Regions from separate parts of the Sus scrofa genome. Here region 2 is linked to region 1. A link is a contact called in public HiChIP or PLAC-seq data. All regions are on one chromosome and are shown on one strand. Each heading gives the region's core, a stretch centred on a gene start, on an enhancer-like site or on the middle of the called end of the contact. The rest is flanking DNA. Distances are from core to core; before and after follow the strand shown. Region 1 has its middle 20 kb from the start of ST3GAL1. Region 2 overlaps NDRG1 (protein NDRG1).

Region 1 (3,465 bases), core at 113-2,612:
CTCACTTCGTTCTCACAAGAGGCCTAAGGGTGAGATGGCGTTGCCACCTTCGTGGAAGGTCTGGGGCTCAGAGACCTTGGTTACTTGCTGCAGCCACACACTCTGTAAGGGATCAGGAGGATTCAAGGTCAGACCTGGCTCTGTCAGGCTAGTGCTGCGGCCACCAGTAAGCCCTACCTCCCAGTGACTTACAACCGAATAACAAGGTTTGTTCCCTGCAGTGTCACAGTCTGAGGGGTTTGGCAATCTCTCCCTGTGGTGACTTGGGTCCCCTAGCTGTTTTCATCTTGTGCCAACTCCAACTTCAATCGGTGGCCTTCAAGGTCACGGGCAAAGGGAGGGGGGGTGATGACTCACTAATTCTTTTTTTTTGTCTTTTTAGGGCCGTACCCGTGCCAGATGGAGGTTCCCGGGCTAGGGGGAGAATCGGAGCTACAACTGCCGGCCTGCACCACAGCCACAGCAAAGCCAGATCTGAGCCGCGTCTGCGACCTACATCCCGATGGATCCTTATGCCACTGAGCAAGACCAGGCATTGAACCTGCATCCTCGGGTTCATTTCTGCTGAGACGGGAAGTCTGACTCACTCATTCTTAACTCTCTCTGCCTGGAGTTGACACCCATAGCTTCCGCTCAAGGTCCAGGGGCCAGAGCTACCCACGTGGTCCCAACAAGGGGCGGGAGGCTGGGAGATGTGGTGGAGCATCTGGGATTCAGAGGGGCAGTGTCTCCACCCACGTCTTTCCCTGACGTCACCCACATCAAGGAGCTGGCTGGTGAGAGGCCCCCTGGTCCTGCCCTGGTGAGACCCGAGTCTGCCTGGGCCAAGGGCTCCATGCTGTGGGCTCAGGGAATGGCAGACGGACCAGCCCAGACCCTAGGGAGGGACCCCAGCCTAGGCTCCATCAATGCCTCCTGCTATCCGAAGGGCTGCAGTGTGGACCAGGAGCTGGGTGTGTTCCTGTGCTTATTCCCTTCGCCGGGCTCCTTCTGTGCAGATCCTTCTTCCACTGCGGACTCCCCAGTGAAGGCAGGAGCAGCCCTGTGTCCGACGGGGGGATTCTTCTAGAAGCCCTGAAGGAAGGCCTTCAGGTTACACATTCCTCACAGCCAGAGCTCTGTGATGGAAGAGGAGGGAAGGTGGGGGTGGTGGGTCAGGACCAGAAACAATGAGAGAGAAAAGCTGGCTGTCAGGGTTTCATTTAAACTTAGGTTTTCTAAAGAAATCTGAGCCCATAGAATTGTTCCAGAAATAGAGCTGTGACTGCAGGCACGTCCTGGAAACCCGACTTCCTGTTGCACACACGTGGCTTCCCTTTACCAGCTGAGCTTTCCGAATAAAGACGGAAAATGCACGGGCCAGCCTCTCCAGGTCCCGGTTGCGAAAGAGTCAGGCTTCCCCGTCCGATGCACGTAGGCTCGGCGGAGGGTGGGAAGCTGGGAAAGAGCCCAGCTGATCAGGAGATGCCTCTGGGCAGATTCTTCCCAGGGCACCGGGTCCCTGGGAAACCAGGTCCCTGCCCAGGGGGCCAAGGTCCTGCCCCAGCCCTGCCCTTGCCCTCCAGCTCGGCCACCTCTCCTTGCTGGGCTGTGGCGATTGCCTCCCTTCCTGCTGTGGCACTAGCTGGCTGGATGGGGGCAGGACGAACCCTCTGGCCCTCAGGAGAGTCATCTGCTACCCTCTCCGCTTTGGCTGGAGGACACATCCCCCTTCCCTTCTGACACCCACCTTCTCCCCCCACCCTGGCCCGTCTTGCCAGGCTTCCAGAGCCTTCTGCCCTCAGAACATGCTTTTCCAAGGACCTGTGTCTTGGCCTTCCTGTCCGCCTGGTCCCCTGGGCAGCTCTCAGTCAGAGATGGGGGAGGGGGGTCCTCTTATTCTCAGGCAGTGCCCAGGACAGGGCCTGGCAGCTGGCAAGTGCTCAGTCAGTGCTGGCTGAATGGACAAAGCATCACCTTAAAGATGCTTTGACGGGGGAGGTCCCGTCATGGTGCAGTGGAAACAAATCCAACGAGGAAACGTGAGGTTGCGGGTTCCATCCCTGGCCTCGCTCCATGGGTTAAGAATCCGGTGTTGCTGTGAGCTGTGGTGTAGGTTGCACATGCGGCTCGGATCTGGCGTTGCTGCAGCTGTGGTGTAGGCCGGCAGCTGTGGCTCCGATTGGACCCCTAGCCTGGGAACCTCCATGTGCGGCGGATGCGGCCTTAAAAAGAAAAAATAAAAATAAAAAGGTGCTGGCTGGATAAATAGTCAGGTAAATGCGAGAGATGCAGCAGAAGATGAAGGCTGAGGGGGGCGTAGTGGGAAGGTGAGAGAGTTGCCCCCCACCCCGTGGCATCATTCCCAACCCGCTGGAAAGCCATAGCACCAACCTGTCCCTCCTCTGACCCCAATTCTCTAGGCTACGAATTTGAGTGGCCAGGTCAATTTGAAGTGCCTCCTGCTGATGGAGCAACCCTCTCCCGATCTGACCCTCTGTGAGCCTCAGAGCCTGGGGTCTTGGTTGGCATGGAGGGGACCTTCCCAAGGCCGAAGACTCAGGTCAGCAGTTTTGAACTGAGACATCCCCTGGAAGGACACACCTGGGGTTGGGGGGGAGTGGACCCCACAGGGGGTACTTTGTGCTGGGAGTCAGGGGTCCCCAGGAACACCAGGCCGAATTCCAAATTCCGACCTTTCCCTGGCACGTTCGCATCCACGACCATGTTTGCTGCTTGCAGAGCTGCGTAGAGCGGGAGGCAGAGGCCCCCAGCTCTGGATTCAGGGAGGTGTGGTGACTTAGCCACGGCCCCACAACACAGAGCAGGGCTGGCCTTCATTAGGCTTTGAAGGTCCCTGTGCAGATGCAACACTGGCCCGAGAAGGCGCTCGGTAGGTCCGGATGCCCAGGACCTTGCGTGGGAAGTATGTGTCATGCCAGCCTCAGGTCAGGAACTCGCCCAAAGCCAGAGCTCATAGGATTTGAACCGGCCATTTGACGCCATAGTTCAGGCCCTTACCTATCACACAGGGCTGTATTCTGCCACGTGGGGCGGCCAGACTGCAAGCTTTGGGTGTCAGAAGAACTCATAAATAGAAGGCCTTTAGGAAGAGCCAGAATGAGAAGGCACAGGAGTTTCTATTGTGACACAGCAGAAACGAATCCAACTAGCTTCCATGAAGCTGTGGGTTCGATCCCTGGTCTCGCTCAGTGGGTTAAGGATCTGATGTGGCTGTGGCTGGGGTGTGGGCTGGCAGCTGCAGCTCTGATTTGGCCTCTAGCCTGAGAACTTCCATATGCCGTGGGTGAGGCCCCAAAAAGCAAAAAAAAAAAAAAAAAAAAAAGAGAGAGAGAGAGAGAAGGCATTTCAGAACAGTGGTAGATGAAGCCTATGGACACAAAACAAGATGGTGCCCCTTCCAGACCCAATGCTCTGTGATGAACTGTGGTTGCCGTGGTTCTCTGACTCCCACCCTTCCCTGAC
Region 2 (3,796 bases), core at 526-3,025, 140 kb after region 1:
CTGCCTATTAAGATCGCCCTTCTTTCTGGCAACTTCCTGTTGCATGGGTTGGTTTTGTTTGGCAAACATCAAGAGCTTTTTACCCTCTTCCCATTAAAGAAAAAAAAAAAATGCTCAGTGTTCCTGTTGTGGCTCAGTGGAATCGCACCCGACTAGTGAGGGTGTGGTTCGATCCCTGGCCTCACTCAGTGGGTTAAGGATCCGGTGTTGCCGTGAGCTGTGGGGTAGGTCGCAGACACAGCTCGGATCCTGAGTTGCTGTGGCCATGGTGTAGGCCAGTGGCTGTAGCTCCGATTCGACCCCTAGCCTGGGAACTTCCATATGCTGCAGGTGCGGCCACAAAAAAAAAAAAAAAAAAAAAGAATAAAATAAAATAAAATAGATGCCAACATTTGCATCAGTTTCAGACTTTCCCGAGTGCCCGATCTCTGTTCATCCCTACAATTGGATGACATAGGTAGTAGGTAATGTCATCCCCACGGTTTTTTTTTTTTTTACTTTTATTCACATTTTTTTTTTTTTTTTTTTTTTTTTACGGAATTTACTCCCAGGCCATGAGTTTTTGTTTCTTCATTTTCTTCTGGGACATCTTTGTCTTCTGTGCAACCTCCTCTGCTGGCTTAGGAACCCCCTTCTCCTTTTCAGTAAGGCTCATCTCACTGTGGCAGGGAAAACTCACATTAGGGTTGCTCTGACCACACGCTCAGTAAGTCCTGCACTGCATCTTGGGGGCTTTATTCACCTGGATGTGCTCAATTACCAGAGAATCTGCATCGAAGCCCTTAAATTCAGCATCCCTCCGCATTTTTGAGCATCTGCAATAAAAATTCAGAGCTCTTTTGGGGCCTCCGATCCTGTGCCCAGCCCTGCTGCTTGGGCTGGACACACCCACCAGCTCCACCATTGTACTGCTGGAAGGGCACACATGGCTTCTGTAAAGTGACATCCTTCACATACTTGGTGGTGCATATCCTTAGTGGCCTGGGCAGTTTCACCAGTGTTCTTAAGTGGACACGAAGATTTGAAACCTCTTGGTTTGCATGATTTTGTGGGGTTTTCTGGGTCAAGTGAAAAGGGAACCATTTTTAGAGGTCCTCAGGCCAATTACTGGGGAAAAAACCCTCAGCCACCCCCCCCCTTTTTTTAAGGGCATTGAGGCTCAGAAAAGTAAAACACTTGTCTAACAAAGGGACAGGGCTGGAACAAGTTTCCATCCAGGAGGACTGACTTCAGATCACAACTCCTGAAGTCTGAGCCCGGAAGGGCGTGGTTGCCCCTCAGGGTTGCGTCACCTCTGCTCCCAGCTGATATTCAGACATGAGTCTGCATCTGGGTGTAGCTTCTGCTTTCCCGAAGGTTCCCTCAGGCTCCCTAGCCGGCTTGTGAATTAGGCATCACTACATTCACTTTGTGGTGAGGCTTGTGACCCGCCCAGGGTCATGGGTCCCATGCATGACATTTTGCCCGCTCTCAATGCAGGAGGAGATGCAGAATAACGTGGAGGTGGTGCACACCTACCGACAGCACATCATCAACGACATGAACCCTGGTAACCTGCACCTGTTCATCAACGCCTACAACAGGTACCGAATGCTGCCCAGCCACACAATAGCTGCTTGTCTGGCTCCTTTTGTAGGTCTGGCATGCACATGGGGCAGGAGAAGGGGGATCATAAAATTAACAGAAGATTCAGCCCTGAGCAAAATAGATGATCAGAGGTGCCTGGGGAATCCAGATGCCTTGGGGAGTTTTGAGTGCTTTGCAAGGAGCTGAACTTCCACTCCAGACCACTAGGGGCGCAAGCGAGAGTGGGACCTGGTCACATCTCAATGGGTTTGAATACATGCCTGTGCCATGGCTGACGCCAAGGAAGGTCCAGGTGTGATGCGAGCGGCAGAGGATGTGGGAGGATGGGAGGAATCCAGGGAGGCTGCTGGGAGGCGGAGGAGTCGTTCCAAGGATGAGGAGCACTTTAGCAGGCCTTTGGCAGGGGTGCAGCCCTCTTAAGGATAAGAGGGTCTGGAGTCAACTAGAGGAGGGGATGCTGGGACCGCTGGTGTTGGTCAGAGGTTCTAGAATCTTCAGGGAACTCATCCTGCTGTGCTCCCACAGAGGTGGCAGGAATGAGCCTCCTGGGCTCTGTTTTCCTACATGTTAATAACTTGACTTCATGATGGGCATTAGAGTCCATTTCCTCTGACCCTCCTCCCAGCCTCTCAGTGCAGGAGGAACAGGCGGTACCCCCAGCGTGTAACTGAGGGCATGGAGGCTGAGCTGCTCATTTATTCAGCAAACCCTAAACAAGGCTGGAGTGGGCAGGCTTTCAGTGGGGCCGTGGGCACGAGGAGGAGGCCAGCCACAGCCCTCACAGCCCCACATGCTGCAGGAAGAAACTGATTCCTGTCAAAAACCCCATGAAGAAGTGCTGTCACAGCCATTTCCTGCTAAGGAAACAAAGGCACAGAGAGGCTCAGCCTCCTGCCTGAGGTCACCCAGCTAGGAAGCAGAGGGGTGTGATTTGAATCCAGCCGGGCTGACTCCCATCTGTGACGTGAGAAAGGGCATCTCACGGTGGGAGCCAGCAGGCAGTGTGAGGCTGGTGAGGAGACGGATGGGGCCAGGCTGGACTTTACGGCACAGCAGAAAACCGCAGGAGGGTTGAAAATGAGGGAGTGAATGGGATAAGCCTGAGTTCCAAAATGATGCTTTGGGAGTTCCCATTGTGGCTCAGCTGGTTACGAACCCGAATAGAATCGTACCCATGAGGATGCGGCCCCACTCAGTGGGTTAAATATCTGGCGTTGCCATGGGCTGTGGAGTAGGTCGCAGATGCAGCTTGGATCCCTCGATGGTTGCTGTGACTGTGGGGCAGCTCCGATTCTACCCCCAGCCTGGGAACTTCCTTATGCCGCAGGTGCGGCCCTAAAAAACACAAAACAAAACAAAACAAAACAAAATGATGCGGTTACTATACAGAGGACTCAGAATTTGGGTGGGACTGAGGCTCAGACCAAGTGGAGGCTGGACACCATCTGAGACATGCAGGCTCCGACTAGGGCCACGGGAGGCAGGGACCTTCTGTAGAGGAGGGTGTGACGTGTCCTCCTAACAAAAGAAGGAAACCTGGGGGCGCCATGGGGAATGCGTGAGTCCTGAAACGTCTGTGGATCCCAAGAGGCCGGGGAGTGACCTTGCACGGGTTGGGATGTGGGTGTTTGCCAGAGTGGATGGTGCAGGACCTCCAGGGATCAGCTCAGGGGGAGGGGGCTTCCTCCAGGGGAGGGTCTGCTATGCTGGCGTAATGGGGCATTTGTCTGTGTCTGTCTGTAGCCGGCGGGACCTGGAGATTGAGCGGCCGATGCCCGGAGCCCACACGGTCACCCTGCAGTGAGTTGCTCTTTCTTCCTGCTGTCTCCTTAGCTTTACTCACAGTTGCCCGCTGTGCCTTCCTTCTGAGTCCGGCAGGACTGGCCCCTGCCCCATGCTAGGACTGGGTGGGTTCTGTCCAGGGATTGGGCATGGCCCAGCCTCACTTGTCTTCTCCTTGGGCAAGGGCTTGGTTCATAGAGTGTCCCTGAGACTAACAGGGAGGCTTAGATCTCAGATGAGAAATGCTGTCCACACCAGACAGGATTTACGAAGCATCTGTTTTGCCCCCATACTGTGTGAGGCTTTGCTTCACTGAGCCTTGGGGTGAACAAGACATAGGACCCACCCTGAAGAGCCCTATAAAACTGGAAGGAAAAGACACTCATGGATACAACCAGCTGGATTCCACCAGTAGTGACTGTTGGTT

The links. HiChIP or PLAC-seq counts read pairs in DNA pulled down with a chosen protein or histone mark.
Region 2: an H3K27ac HiChIP or PLAC-seq map of alveolar macrophages shows a contact between it and region 1. The contact joins two enhancer-like sites. A contact is called at or near these places in 4 of 47 Hi-C or Micro-C datasets (alveolar macrophages, embryonic fibroblasts, fetal skeletal muscle and 1 more) and 2 of 2 datasets of contacts at active chromatin or transcription factors (alveolar macrophages and skeletal muscle).

Annotation. Positions count from the first base shown.
Region 1 is chr4:7,915,014-7,918,478 of Sscrofa11.1, forward strand. No RefSeq gene overlaps it. Among named protein-coding and RNA genes, the nearest start is that of ST3GAL1, 20 kb to the left of the region's middle. Within about 2 kb of position 1,363, at least 27 of the 83 cell types and tissues checked have an H3K27ac peak or open chromatin away from gene starts, as enhancers often do. A contact at or near this core is called in alveolar macrophages, where this site is marked.
Region 2 is chr4:8,054,791-8,058,586 of Sscrofa11.1, forward strand. NDRG1 (protein NDRG1) reads left to right here. Exons shown (of 16, transcript XM_021088875.1): 10 at 1,480-1,583; 11 at 3,331-3,387. It also overlaps the pseudogene LOC106509942. Among named protein-coding and RNA genes, the nearest start is that of NDRG1, 42 kb to the left of the region's middle. Within about 2 kb of position 1,776, at least 4 of the 83 cell types and tissues checked have an H3K27ac peak or open chromatin away from gene starts, as enhancers often do. A contact at or near this core is called in alveolar macrophages, where this site is marked.